Linked DNA regions of Sus scrofa: region 1 is linked to region 2. The links are chromatin contacts, called in public Hi-C maps. All regions are on one chromosome and are shown on one strand. The core of a region is the stretch at or near the end of the contact, and the rest is flanking DNA. Distances in the headings are between cores, read along the strand shown. Region 1 holds the start of SRSF1 (serine and arginine rich splicing factor 1). Region 2 holds the start of MSI2 (RNA-binding protein Musashi homolog 2-like).

Region 1 (6,138 bases), core at 3,535-6,034, 740 kb after region 2:
AAATAAGAGTGGTTTGATGGGTGTGACTAGCTGTCAGGAAATCAGAAGAAAAAAAAAAGCAGAAATTCTAAATAAAAATCTCCTCCTCCAACTCTAAGTTGAAGATTTAGCACCAAGAGGCCATCAAGTAAAGATACAAAAACTAGTAGACTACAAAGATATAATCACTGCTTTGCTGTTTTGGATACAAGAATAACTTCCATGGTTGAGAAGACTTTCAAGGTAAAATTCTAAAGAACGACCAGCTTTGTATTAACAATGATTCGCTCAAACATACAGCTAACCTTCTAGTGTGCTATTCACATCTCAAAAAGAAAATGTTATTTAACAATTCTAATCTGTGCTGAATTTAGTATTTAATACTTACCAATTTTTCAGATGAGTTTGAAACTCAAAGTCTAAGTGCAACACTAGTCACCTAGTCATCACCAAATTTTGCACAAAACCCTATGCTGCCTATACGATCACTAAACATAAGCAGCCATCTATAAACTTTTAATCTTTTTTTTCTTTTCTAGGGCTGCACCCACAGCACATGGAGGTTCCCAGGCTAGGGGTCTAATCAGAGCTGTAGCCACCGGCCTATGCCACAGCCACACCAGATCCGAGCCGCATCTGTGAACTACACTACACCACAGATCACAGCAATGCTGGATCCCTAACCCACTGAGTGAGGCCAGGGATCGAACCTGCAACCTCATGGCTCCTAGTCATATTTGTTAACCACTGAGCCACAACGGGAACTCCTTAATCACTTTTTAATTAAAATACTGGAAGCTTATTTTTCAGAGACTAGATGACCCCCCCCTCAGTTACCATTACATACAGTTGGTGTATTCTCACCTTATCGTCCCCTGAAGACTTTTACAAGAATTAACAGTGGCTAATAGCATTTATTAGAAAACTTCAAAGAACCTTTAATTTACTAACACATAAACACGAGAATCAGTATCTTATAAATTTAAAGTGAGACTAGTTAAGTCACTCAGTAAAAAAAAATCTTACAAGAGGAAAAAGGACAACCATGCATAGTTTTTTAAAAAATGTTTATTTTTTTCAAAGAAAAATGGCAATAGCCAATTGGAAACCTACTTATTCTTCAACTCCAATTTTGTTTTCTTTAAATTTAGAAGTGACTTACTGATTTACTATTTTAAACAAACCCCCCCTTTCCCCTTTAAATGTTTACCATCTACTCGTGCTGAATCCTTCCAAGGAGATTGCTCCAGCGTTTATCTCCAGGTCCTCGCTTTGCTCCTTTTACCAAAAATGCAAAACACAATTCCATCGTGCATCTTAAGGGCTCCAATCGTCAAAAATAGGAAAAAAAAAAAAATCTTTGGAATAGCCAATTAAGTTGAATAAAAAAAAAAAAAAAAAAAAAATCCACACGAATGCGGTTTGGTTGGGGCAGGAATCCACTCCTATGTTCCTGGTAATCTGATCCCGCTCCATGAATCCTTGTAATTCATCCTCCCTATCCTATCCACATTATGATTTGAATCCAATGATCCAGCTCCAAGGATTGGGATCCAGTGAGCCCTCTCCAATCCAAACCTTTATAACCAGCAAAACCAAAAAAGAGGAGGCAAAATGTTAGATACTGTAATCAAAAAAGGTTTCTGGGGAATGATGAGTTATGTCTGTCATCAGTTTAACAGATGTACATCAATAACTATCAAATTCCCCAAAACAAGTTTCTGAATGGTGTTCAGATAAATTTTAGAAACTTAATCATCATAGAGACTAACTGGAAGAAGCATTTTATATTTACAGTTCAACTGATAATGCCAACACTTGTTACTGTACAGCGTATTACAGGTTTTGTGGTTGCAAAAAGTTATGTAGTTTAAAAGTTTACTGGTATTGCTACCCACCTAAGTCTAAACTAAATCTAATGCTCCCAACTGCAATTTAATTTGTAAATTAAAGTGTTTTAAACATGAGTCAATTATGAATATTAAAGGGGAACGTGAGACTTAAAAAGTATTCCCAACTAGATTATCTACACCAATAAATTGGAATTCTATTATTTTGCTTTCATTTTGTCTTAAAAAAATGAAGTAGCAACGCTATTATATCAGTCACACAGAGGACATGCAGATTTAGCAGTATTGATATTATACTCTATCTGGTTGGAATTAAAGACACCCTGTACCCACAAGTACACCAACAGCAGGTCACACATTAACAGTTGTAACTAAGCACTGTGACAAATTAATCAGTTCTTCCCACATTAGTCCCTAATAAAACAAAAAAGGGAAGGGAGCAAAACAAATTGTTACAAAATGGGCCATGTAATTTTGCCACAATTGCCAGAGTTTTAAAGAGTAAAGCAATTGTAGCCAAATATAACTGCATAAAATGTTTTCAAGTGTTTTAAGATAGATGTATATAATCACTTTAAACCCTTGCCTTTTAGTATAAGGTCAATACTGCCAATTTCATCTGTGACAATAGCACTTGGAGTCATACCATTGCCTCCATTATTGATCTGATCCTCCTCAATCCTCCTTTTGACAATCCTAAAATGATTGAAATGTGCTCCACAATCCTTAATCCAAAGCATTCTTAATCCATCTCTTCAGATATGTCTACAGAAAGACACATGAAAAGCAAGATAAACATAAGAACTTCCCCAGGTAAGATAACCACCAACACCCCCAACATCCCAGTTCACACAAACCAGAGCAGAATAGACATTTACACAGTATCACAGTCTGAAGAGCATGGAGAGTTAACTAAATTTAAACAATCCTGTCTATGACATCACTTAAAATACAATTTATCAGACATGAGGGGAATGTAGATGTTAGGAGCAAGGGGATATTACACAAGAATGCAATTCAACACTTTAGCCCACTCTGAACAAAAACAGTTTTGAATTAAAAAATGAAAAGATTGTACTGAATAAAGGAAAACTGTATACAACATGGGTTCTACAAAAAAGTGTCACCAATCATCTTATGTACGAGAGCGAGATCTGCTATGACGGGGAGAATAGCGTGGTGATCCTCTGCTTCTCCTTGGGGAATAACTGCGACTCCTGCTGTTGCTTCTGCTACGGCTTCTGCTACGACTACGGCTTCGAGATCGAGATCTTCCATAACTTGGACTTCTGGGCCCATCAACTTTAACCCGGATGTAGGCAGTTTCTCCCTATTGGATAGACAGAACTTTCGATTGAAAGATCTAAGCTTTCACCTGTCTTCAGGCATGCTGAATGAATCAACGTAACTCAAACCAGAAATCTGGCACTTTACTGGGTTTTTACTTGGACACCCTTGCCTGAATCTTACCTTCAAATTCCACTGTTAAGACCACTGTATCCAATTCTGGCCAAGGAAAAGAATATAACCTACCTCATGAGATCTAAACTTAGTGTTATCCAGTTTTCGAACTGCATAGGTCATATCTTCTTTCCGTACAAACTCCACGACACCAGTGCCATCTCGGTAAACATCAGCATAACATACATCACCTGCTTCACGCATGTGATCCTTCAAATCCTGCCAGCTTCCACTTGGAGGCAGTCCTGAAAAAGTGCGTTTTCTTTCAATACCAATTATCCTAAGTTTCACATTAAACATAAAGGTTACATTAAAACAAGACTTAAAACCAACGGTCTTTAACATCCCGTTTAACGAGCTGTTAAAAGAGTTCGGAATCAAGAGTCCAAAATTATTTGTAAAGTTAAGGCTCTTCTTATCTTCTAGGTACTGCAACCTAATTCGCTAAGTCTCAAATAGAGTAGTCCTTGTTAACTAAAGTCACCCAAGGCACTCCGGTTTAAGTGAAGACCTGGCATGAAAACACCAAGAAAAACTTCAAAACGGTGTGCGGTCCCCTTATCATCAATCCGCACGGACCCGCCAACTCACCAGAGACAACCACTCTGTTTTCAGAACGCCTGGATGGGGGGCCATAGCGCCCTCGGGGAGCCCCGCCGCCACCACCCCCGCCGCCGCCTCGGCCGGTACCACGGCCGCTTCGAGGAAACTCCACCCGCAGACGGTATCCATCGTAATCATAGCCGTCGCGACCATACACCGCGTCTTCTGCGTCTCTGCGTGACCAGAGAAAGCCAAGGGGTAAGGAAAAGAAGAAAAAAAAAAAAAAAGGGCCAGGAGGGGCGGCTCACTCCGCCGGGGAGCGAGCGGGCCCCCGCACATGCGCACCGGGGTGGAAGAGCCCACATGCGCCGCATAATAGGAACGGCCCCTCCCCCACCCAGAAGCACGCCAGGCTCCCGACCACTCCAGCAGCCCTCGGCGCCTCAGTTTCCCGCTCCGAGCCTGCGAGTCGGCTCTAGGGACGTCCGTGGGGCCCGGCCACCAGAGGAGCCACGCCGACTCGGCTCCTTACTCGACTCCTGCATGGGCGATATCGTCTGGCCCCCAACCCAAGAACCCACCGCCCCATTCCCCAAGTGAAGGCCCCGGAGCCTTCCCCAACTACTCCAACCTATTTCCTCAAGGCCGCAAGCCCCTGGCCGCCTCACCGCGGGTCCTCGAACTCAACGAAGGCGAAGGGCGGTCCTCCGCGGCGATTCTTCAGGTCGATGTCGCGGATAGCACCGTATTTGTAGAACACGTCCTCAATGTCCTTGGTTCGGATGTCTGGAGGTAAGTTACCCACGTAGATGCGGCAATCGTTGTTCCCTGCCGGGCCACGGATCACACCACCTCCCGACATGGCGGCGACGAAAAGCGCGGACTCGAGAACAGGCCTTCCCACCAAGCCTAGCGAGCGGGAGAGCGAGCCCGCAGCGACACCACGTCTCCCGCGGCCCCTCCAAAATGGCGCCTTTATCAGCTCGGCGCACGGATATGGGGGGGAGGGAGGAAGAGAAGCGGGAGGAAGCAGCTATTCGATCTCACTACGCACGCGCAAGAGCGTAACGGGTGCTGCGAGAGTGACGCTCGCGCAAGCGCGACGTCACCCTCCGCGCGAAGGGAAAAAAGTTCCCGCCTTCCCGATTTGTCGAGGGGTTTAATAAGGGAGTGACCAGCCTTGTGGCAAAATTAAATATAGAGCTCTCGTAAAAGGGGTTATTAATCTCTGTCGAATCCTAAAGAATCAGCAGTTTCCTCAGGAATGTTTCTCTCAAAAAAACGGCGTCTTGAAAGTATTTGGTGAAACCTAGCCTAAAGCTAGGTCCCACCATGCTCTGCGCTGTTAACGGCCTTTGGCGGGAAAGACTGCCGGGGGCGGAGTCAAAGGGGGAGGGACCAGGCGGTTGCTCCGGAAACACGGGCATCCTTGGAGAGTGCACCTCGTTCAGGAGTCGCGTTGCGGGTGAATCAACGCGGAGCCGAGACGTGACTTTGTCTTCCCGCCCCATCTGCGAACGGGCCGTGGACTGCTTGGACGACTGTCTAATGCAGGGGAACCTGGCTGAGACGCTTTAATAAATATTCTACGCTAAGTACCGTTCCACCTTCGGTTCAGAACTGACCTCAGTTCAACGCTCCTTGTGCTCGTGGCGGTAATTCCTGGCGGCATCAGCCAACCAGGACCCAGACCTCTGCTTCTTTTTTAAATCACCTATCGCCAGGGCCCAGCGCAGCGGAGAGGTCCAGTGAAGGTTTGCAGAATGAATTGTGTCTGTTATTTCTACAACGTCTTTCAAAGAACGAAAAAGACGCGCGCCCTCCTGTTTGTATTGCAGAATCCTGACGTTCCTTCCTTTTTTGGAACTCATTAGCAAATCTCTCAGGTAATATGAATGAGCAAAGTGGATGTGTGAGGATTTCTGTGACCACTGGAGACCGAAGTGGCGGCTTAAGGACTCATCTCGCCAGCATGTTGGTCCAGGGAGATAAGAACTTGTTACATTTTGCCACGGAGCCATCTGAAATCTGGATTTTTATATGAAATACTGGGATTTTAAAATATTAATGGTGAATTCAAATTAAAAAAAAAACCCTGTCATAAATATGCTGAAACAGGTCTGCACCCTGATTGAGAGGATGATTTTCTTCATTTTTATTTATTCGCATCAATCCCTCTCCCCAGTGATGTGATGCTGTTTACAGAGATACCAGAAAACGTTATTGCAATTGAATGGAGAAATCACGGAGAATATAAGGGGAAATTAAAATGAAGTCATGGATAAAGTTAATACACAAAATGGCT
Region 2 (6,569 bases), core at 2,758-5,257:
ACACATAATTCCAATTTTATACACACTGTTTGAGAAAATGGAAAAAGAAGGAACACTAACCAGTTCATTTATGAGGCCAGTATAACCAGACAAAGCAATATGGAAGGGAATAAATTGCAGCAAATTTGACTTATGGACATGGGTACAAAAACACCTACAAGGAAATTAGAGGTTCACCTTCATTCATTCGTTCATGCTTTCATTCGTTCCAACAAACATCTGCTGAGCGTCAACCATGCACCAATAGGCACTGAGCTAATACTTGGAGAGCAGAAATGGACAGGAGCTTAGGACTTAGCGGAGGAGATAAGCAATAAAGCAAATGATCACACAGGGTAGGGTACCCAGAGGACATTCTGGCAGGATAACAGTGCCTACCGAGAGGGATTCAACCCATCAGAGAGGTCAGGGAATGCTTTCCAGGCACATTAGCAGAGTAAGAATGAGTGTGGGAAGGGTGTTTAGGAGTCTTGCAACAGCGGCTCCAGTAGGACATCTGAGCTGCAGTAGCAGGAAAGGTGAATTTGAGATTAAGAAGTAAAACCAACAGTTCTTCCTGACGGATTGCACATGGGAAGGTGTCAACCTGGAGAGGGGCCAACCTTGTCTTGAAGATGGCTGAGGATTGTTCATGCAGAGAGGGAACCTTAAAGGAGGGTCAGATTTAGGGGAAAAGAGCGTGCATGTGGTTTTGGATAGGCTGAGTTTGGGGGACCTTTGGGAAGGCTAAGAGGGGATATTGAATAAGAAATTAACCAGAGCTGGAGGGAGATTTTAATTTTTTTTTTTTTTTTTGTCTTTTCTAGGGCCATACCCGCAGCATATGGAGGTTCCCAGGCTAGGGGTCTAATCCAAGCTGTAGCTGCCGGCCTACACCAGAGCCACAGCAACACGGGACCCAAGCTGCATCTGCAACCTACACCACAGCCCATGGTGATGCCGGCTCCTTAATCCGCTGAGCGAGGCCAGGGATCGAACCCGCCACCTCATGGTTTCTAGTCGGATTTCTTAACCACCAAGCCACGGCGGGAACTCCGAGAGATTTTAATTTGAGTGACATCAGCATGTAGGGGGTACTGAACCCATGCTTCAGAGGTTCTCACACACGGAAAGAGTGTAAATGCGGGAGAGAATGAATACCAATATTTAAAGGAAAGGCAGAGGAGGAGGAGTCAGGGCAAAGAGAGGAGGAATGGCTGGAGAGGAGGATGCAAACCAGGAGGGTGTGGGTATCAAGGTTGCCAAGGGAAGAGTGTGACAAGAAAGGCGTGTCCCAGTGTCATGGGCTTTAGAAGACCAAGAGTGTGGCAGACTGACATGGTCCTGGAATTCTGCTGGCCCAGGGAATACACAGAGGGAGTGAGTTAGAGGAGAAATGCACAATAATAACAATAATGGAAATAATAATAATAAACCATTACGTATATTATGCAAAGAAACATCTGTAACTTGGTTATGGTGGGGGTTACTCGCCTCCATGCATTTGTCAAAACTCCGAATTACAGGCCCAGAAGAGTCAACGTTACTGCATAGAAATTAAAATTAAATAAATAGAAACCACGTAGTGTTGGTGATTTAAGCTCCAACTTTCTCTCAGCCACTGACTTTATAACTGCAGCACCGGCCCCTCGCAGGGTTTCAGTTCTGTTCAGCGCACGCAGGTCTGCAACAGGGAACAAGGGCACCCCACTCTCTGTCCTTGAGAAGGACAGAATACATGTGTCTGCAGCAGAGCCAGAGGGCGTGGGACTGATGGCCAGAGCCCCTGTAAGGAACTGACAGGTGGAGGTGGGGCGTAGCCTGGAAAGCCTGGTTCCTCTGGGCTCCCCGATGTAAGATGAGGGGTTGGACCAGGAAAGGCCTTTCTGCCTCTGATGGTCTGCGGGTCTCGTGTAAAAATCCCACACAAAATCCAATTAGCTCTGTTTGGTATTGAGAATAGCCACAATAAACAATTACCGTAATAACAACTGGCTCTTCCATACACAGGACCCCAGATGATTCGGAAAGCAGTTTGGAGGGAGGGAAAATGCTTGGGTTTAAAGTTTTAAAGTGCCTTCTAAAAATCACATGAAGTAATGATTGATAAGGCACACAGCTCACAGCTCATGTGGGCTTGCAATCAAAAAGGGACTTTTCCATGTGTTCATTTCAATCCCTCCCCTCCCTCTATCAAGGAAGAATGATCCCAGTTTAGGAGACAGATTAATAAGAGTCTGGTCACTCAAGGCTTTGGCTGATGTTGGGATTTTCCAAAGATTCCATTTTCCCAAGAGCCACAGTGGATTTGGTACAGTTTTGGCATTGAGTGTATTCCATTGTGTCCTAATCCAATGAAAATGAATGGAAAAGTGTTAATTGGGCATCAATTCATGCTTAACATTAATCTGAGTATTTGATGAACCACAACTTTATGTTGCCCCTCATGCCATATTAACTCAATTTATTGTAATGATTTAAAACAATAAGGATAATTACATCCTTATTGTTTTAAATACCCCATAAATTGAATCCAGCCTGAATTTGGCCCGCCTGAAATTTGCTGTTTAAATGTGAGATGTTTGGGGGAAGCTACAGAAACGTCTTTTTGGAGTTATCAGTGCGGGAAAGGATGAGAAGCAGCACTTTTTAAGCACCTACTGTGTACCAGGACCTGTGCTGCACCACTACTCCTAAGGTGGCCAGGGTGAGCGTATTTGAAGCCTTCTGCCACCCTCAGCTACCTCCACAGATGGTGGGGGGCTTGGTCTTAATTTACATTTCATGCACTTCTCTACCTCAGCATAGAAACAATAAGACATACATAAAACGAAGGGGTTGAGAGGGGTTTCCTCAAATAACCACCCTTCCCAGCCCTCCCGGAGGTGCTCCCAAACTATTTCTCTTTATACGCAAAAATTTGATTTGAACTCCAATCATTTGACCTTGACCCCTATAAACCTATTTTATTATATTTTTTAAACTCCCTATGATTAACGCGGAAACCCTTTCTTCGGCATTTTCTCACCACTGGAATCGCGTCAGTTTCCTCAAAGTTCCAAAATAACCTTTCCCGGGCACGGATTTCGTACCTCTGCCAGGGAAGGGCGGGGAGCGGCGCAAGACGTGCCGGTTTGGAGCGAGAGCCAGAGAGAACTTCCAGCGCGAGAGGAAAATAAAACTTGTGGCTGGCGTTGGTGCGGGAGGGTCTCCGCAATCCTGAAGGCCCCCGACCTAGAGGGGTCTCGGGGGCCGCCCGAGGAGCGCCAGGGTCTGGGTTTGATCCCGACGTCCTTGACCTAAATTTCTGCGCGGTGGCTGGAAAAAGGGCGCAGAGCCGGGAGGGCGGCTGGTGCCATCCCCGGATCCCGGCGGCTGGGGCTGGGGAACTTGAATGGAGAGGCCGACCTAGAAGGGGTGGGGGGCGTCTTCTCCCCAGCCCGAGTGCGGAGCGGTGGCCAGCTCCCCGCGCTTCCCCCTCCCCCGATCCACCCTCCCCACGCAGCCCATGTGATCGAGGGAAGTCGGGGTGCGCTCCCCCCGCCCCCCGGCCCGGCCCGCCCGGAGGCGGGGCCCCTCGGGCCGCGGGGTTCGCGCACCGCCCCCGTGGGTCCGGCTGCGGGGGGCCGAGTGTGCGCGCGCGGCAGGCGGGGGCCGCACCGGGGTGCGTGACGTCACCGGCATTGGTTACACGACGTTCTAGAACTCCGCCCCACGTGCGCCGGGAGGAGGGGGAGGAGGAGGGGATGGGGGTGGGGAGGAGGAGGGGGAGAGGTGGGGATGGGCCGGGGGGGCGGGGACGGGGGGTGTGCGAGCAGCGGGGCTGAGCTAAGCCGAGCCCACGTGTGACGGCTCTCGCCGCTGCCCCGGCTCCGCCGCTCGCTGAGAGATTCGGAGGAGCCCGGGCGGGGGGGAGGAGGAGGGGGAGGAGGGAGCGGGAGATCTCGGGGCTCGGAGCCGGCCGCCGCTCCGCTCCGATCGCTGTGGGGCTCGGTTTTTTGGGGGTGGGGGGGCGGGGGGGCTCAGATATGGAGGCAAATGGGAGCCAAGGCACCTCGGGCAGCGCCAACGACTCCCAGCACGACCCCGGGTAAGTTTCCAGCCGCTGCCCACCGCGCCGCCTCGGGCTCGCTCTCCTTGCAGCGGCGGGGACGGCGGTGCGCGGAGCCGGGCATCTCCCGCGCCCCCCCGCCCCTCCCGCGCGCCCCCCCGTGGAAGTTACACACCTTTGGATTGCATTTCGCCGTCACCTTCTCCCCCACCCCACCTCCCGGCTCTCGCTCGCTCGCTCCCCCCTGCTTTCCTTTTAGCTTTTGTAAGTTACACGTCAAAATGGCCGATCTGACATCGGTGCTCACTTCTGTTATGTTTTCTCCCTCTAGTAAAATGTTTATCGGTGGACTGAGCTGGCAGACCTCACCAGGTAAGGGAGGGAGGGGGGGACGCCTGGGTCCCCCCCTTCTTGGCTTCTTTATTGCTCTTTGTTATCCCGGTGTAGGAGCCCCCCCCCGCCATTGGCTCCCCACTTCTCCTGTGCAAGGTTATTTTTTTAAATAGCAAATCCTTTCCGAGCCCTCTACGCGACCTCTGTTGCCGAATTTCCCCCGCGTGTGCAAAAAACCCCCCAGAATAACAACAGAAAACTACTTTTGGTTTTTGTCCTTGATCAAAATTTGCATTGCTTTTTTTTTTCCCCACACCTTCTCCCCCCCCATCTCTCTCTTTCTCTCTACAGATAGCCTTAGAGACTATTTTAGCAAATTTGGAGAAATTAGAGAATGTATGGTCATGAGAGATCCCACTACGAAACGCTCCAGGTAAACCATTCCCTTCTGGATTTTGTCTTTATTTTAGAAGAAAGTTTAAGTGTTATTTTTGGAGGTGTCTTCGGTAGTAGCTAAGCGGATTTAGAATGGGGCTCAGGCATGTGGCTGATTTCGAACGTCGCTCAGTCTCCCCCCCCCATTAACCCCAAAGGTTATTAATTGGGGCTGAACTCTGGCTACAGAGATGCCCATGTTTCTGCTTTAAGTCATTTCTCCGTCGCTTCTTTTTCTCCTGTTTCAAATGACATTCAGCTTCCATTCACTTTCCACATAGTTTTCTTTTTTTTCCCCTCCCTTCCCTATGTATCCTTTCCCCGCACTCCCAGTTCCCCAAACTCTTAAAGCCCCTCTTGGAAAGCTGGATGAATCTCCTCTAAGTGCTGGGTTTTCTTCGGAATAAAACAAAGCGTTAAAGAAAGGGAAGGGAGGAGGAGGAGGAGAGAGATTGAGGTGGCGAAAGAGTGGAGATACCAGCGTTCTCCAAGTTACCTCCAGCCGCCCTGCCCCCGTTCCACTTCCCCCATTAACCTTGATGTGTTTCCTTGGGAGGCGGAGGGCTGTAGGCAGGAGGGGGTGGGGAGGGCGCCGGGGAGTGGGGGTGCGTGGGGGCAACTTTTTGCTTTCCATTCTGCGTTGGGGCTCACTCCTTGTTGCTCTCAACGGTGTCACATTTTCTTGTTTGTTTTTCTCCCTCTTTGTCTCATTTCAGAGGCTTCGGTTTCGTCACGTTCGCAGACCCAGCAAGTGTAGATAAAGTACTAGGTCAGCCCCACCACGAGTTAGATTCCAAGACGGTAGGTTGCTTTTCCTTGTTGTTGTTGTTCGCCCCTTTTCAGGACCGATCTGGGCATTGACAGCCCTATTTAAAGAGACAGTGCCTTCTTTTGCTGCTGTGCTGAGAAGTGGGTACTTTGAAGTAGAGCTTGCGAGTTGGTTCTAAAGTTTGCTGCGACGGCTGGGTTGGGGGTTTTCTTTTTAGAGCTTGTTTCCCTGCAGCCCCTGAGGCTGCCCAGCCTAGGCTTGGGGGAGGGGTCGGCTTGGGGAGAGGCTATCTTCCAGGCCAAAGGACCATGCAAAGAAACTCCACCACCGAGAGAGAGCCGAGGCAACTTTTCTTTGTCAGCCGAGCACAGCCCGCGTTACCAACTGTGGCTGTAGGAATTGGCTCTTAGAAGGCACAGCCTGCTTGGCGGAGGGGGACAGGGGGCGGAAGGAGGTGAGGGGGCGCTAATCACAGTCCAGGCAACAGGTTCCTCTTGGGCACTTCGGGCTGGGAATGTGGTTTGAGAAGGGAAAGAAAGAGGCTTTACAGAGCCAAGCTGGGCAGGCAGTGGGTGACTCCAGATGGTGTGAAATCTAAGGCTGATAAGGCCTTGGGTTTCAACGTGTCTTTTTTTTTTTTTTTTCTTTTTCTTTTTCTTTTCTTTTCTTTCCCTCGATCCTTTATTTTGAGTGTGGGTACTTTTATAGCATTAGAAGGTTTTCAAGTCCAGGGTTGAGGGGGGTAAAAGTCTCTTTGAGGCCAGAAGGGAAGAAAGTATCAGTGGATAATAATACATTTTATGGGGGAGTGGGAGGGGAGTTGATCTGATTTATGCTGGCTCTCCTGCCTTCCCTGTGTGTCTGTCTAGGAGAATTTCAGTACTGGCTTTTGTACGTCCACCTAAAGCAGGGGCAGGGGATCCGAGGTGGTGCTGGGATGCAGTGCTGGGCTGCTGGGGGCTTCGCCTCTGTGGTGGGTGGGTGGGAGGGAGAAGGCAAGGA

The links. Hi-C and Micro-C count contacts between places; a contact is called where the count stands out from the background.
Region 1: a Hi-C map of skeletal muscle shows a contact between it and region 2, with 6 times the contacts expected there. The contact joins the promoter of SRSF1 here to the promoter of MSI2 in region 2. A contact is called at or near these places in 5 of 47 Hi-C or Micro-C datasets (embryonic fibroblasts, heart right ventricle, mesenteric adipose tissue and 1 more) and 1 of 2 datasets of contacts at active chromatin or transcription factors (skeletal muscle).

The regions. Positions count from the first base shown.
Region 1 is chr12:34,277,334-34,283,471 of Sscrofa11.1, forward strand. It overlaps SRSF1 (serine and arginine rich splicing factor 1), which reads right to left and starts at 4,785. Exons shown (of 4, transcript NM_001038007.1): 1 at 4,502-4,785; 2 at 3,882-4,066; 3 at 3,363-3,535; 4 at 1,032-3,159. The coding sequence starts at 4,695. The coding sequence ends at 2,965. It overlaps LOC110256034 (a long non-coding RNA gene), which reads left to right and starts at 4,075. Exons shown (of 2, transcript XR_002337195.1): 1 at 4,075-6,138.
Region 2 is chr12:33,533,268-33,539,836 of Sscrofa11.1, forward strand. It overlaps MSI2 (RNA-binding protein Musashi homolog 2-like), which reads left to right and starts at 4,008. Exons shown (of 13, transcript NM_001315780.1): 1 at 4,008-4,069; 2 at 4,362-4,402; 3 at 4,715-4,796; 4 at 5,515-5,599. The coding sequence starts at 4,008. It overlaps LOC110256167 (a long non-coding RNA gene), which reads right to left and starts at 3,679. Exons shown (of 3, transcript XR_002337445.1): 1 at 3,072-3,679.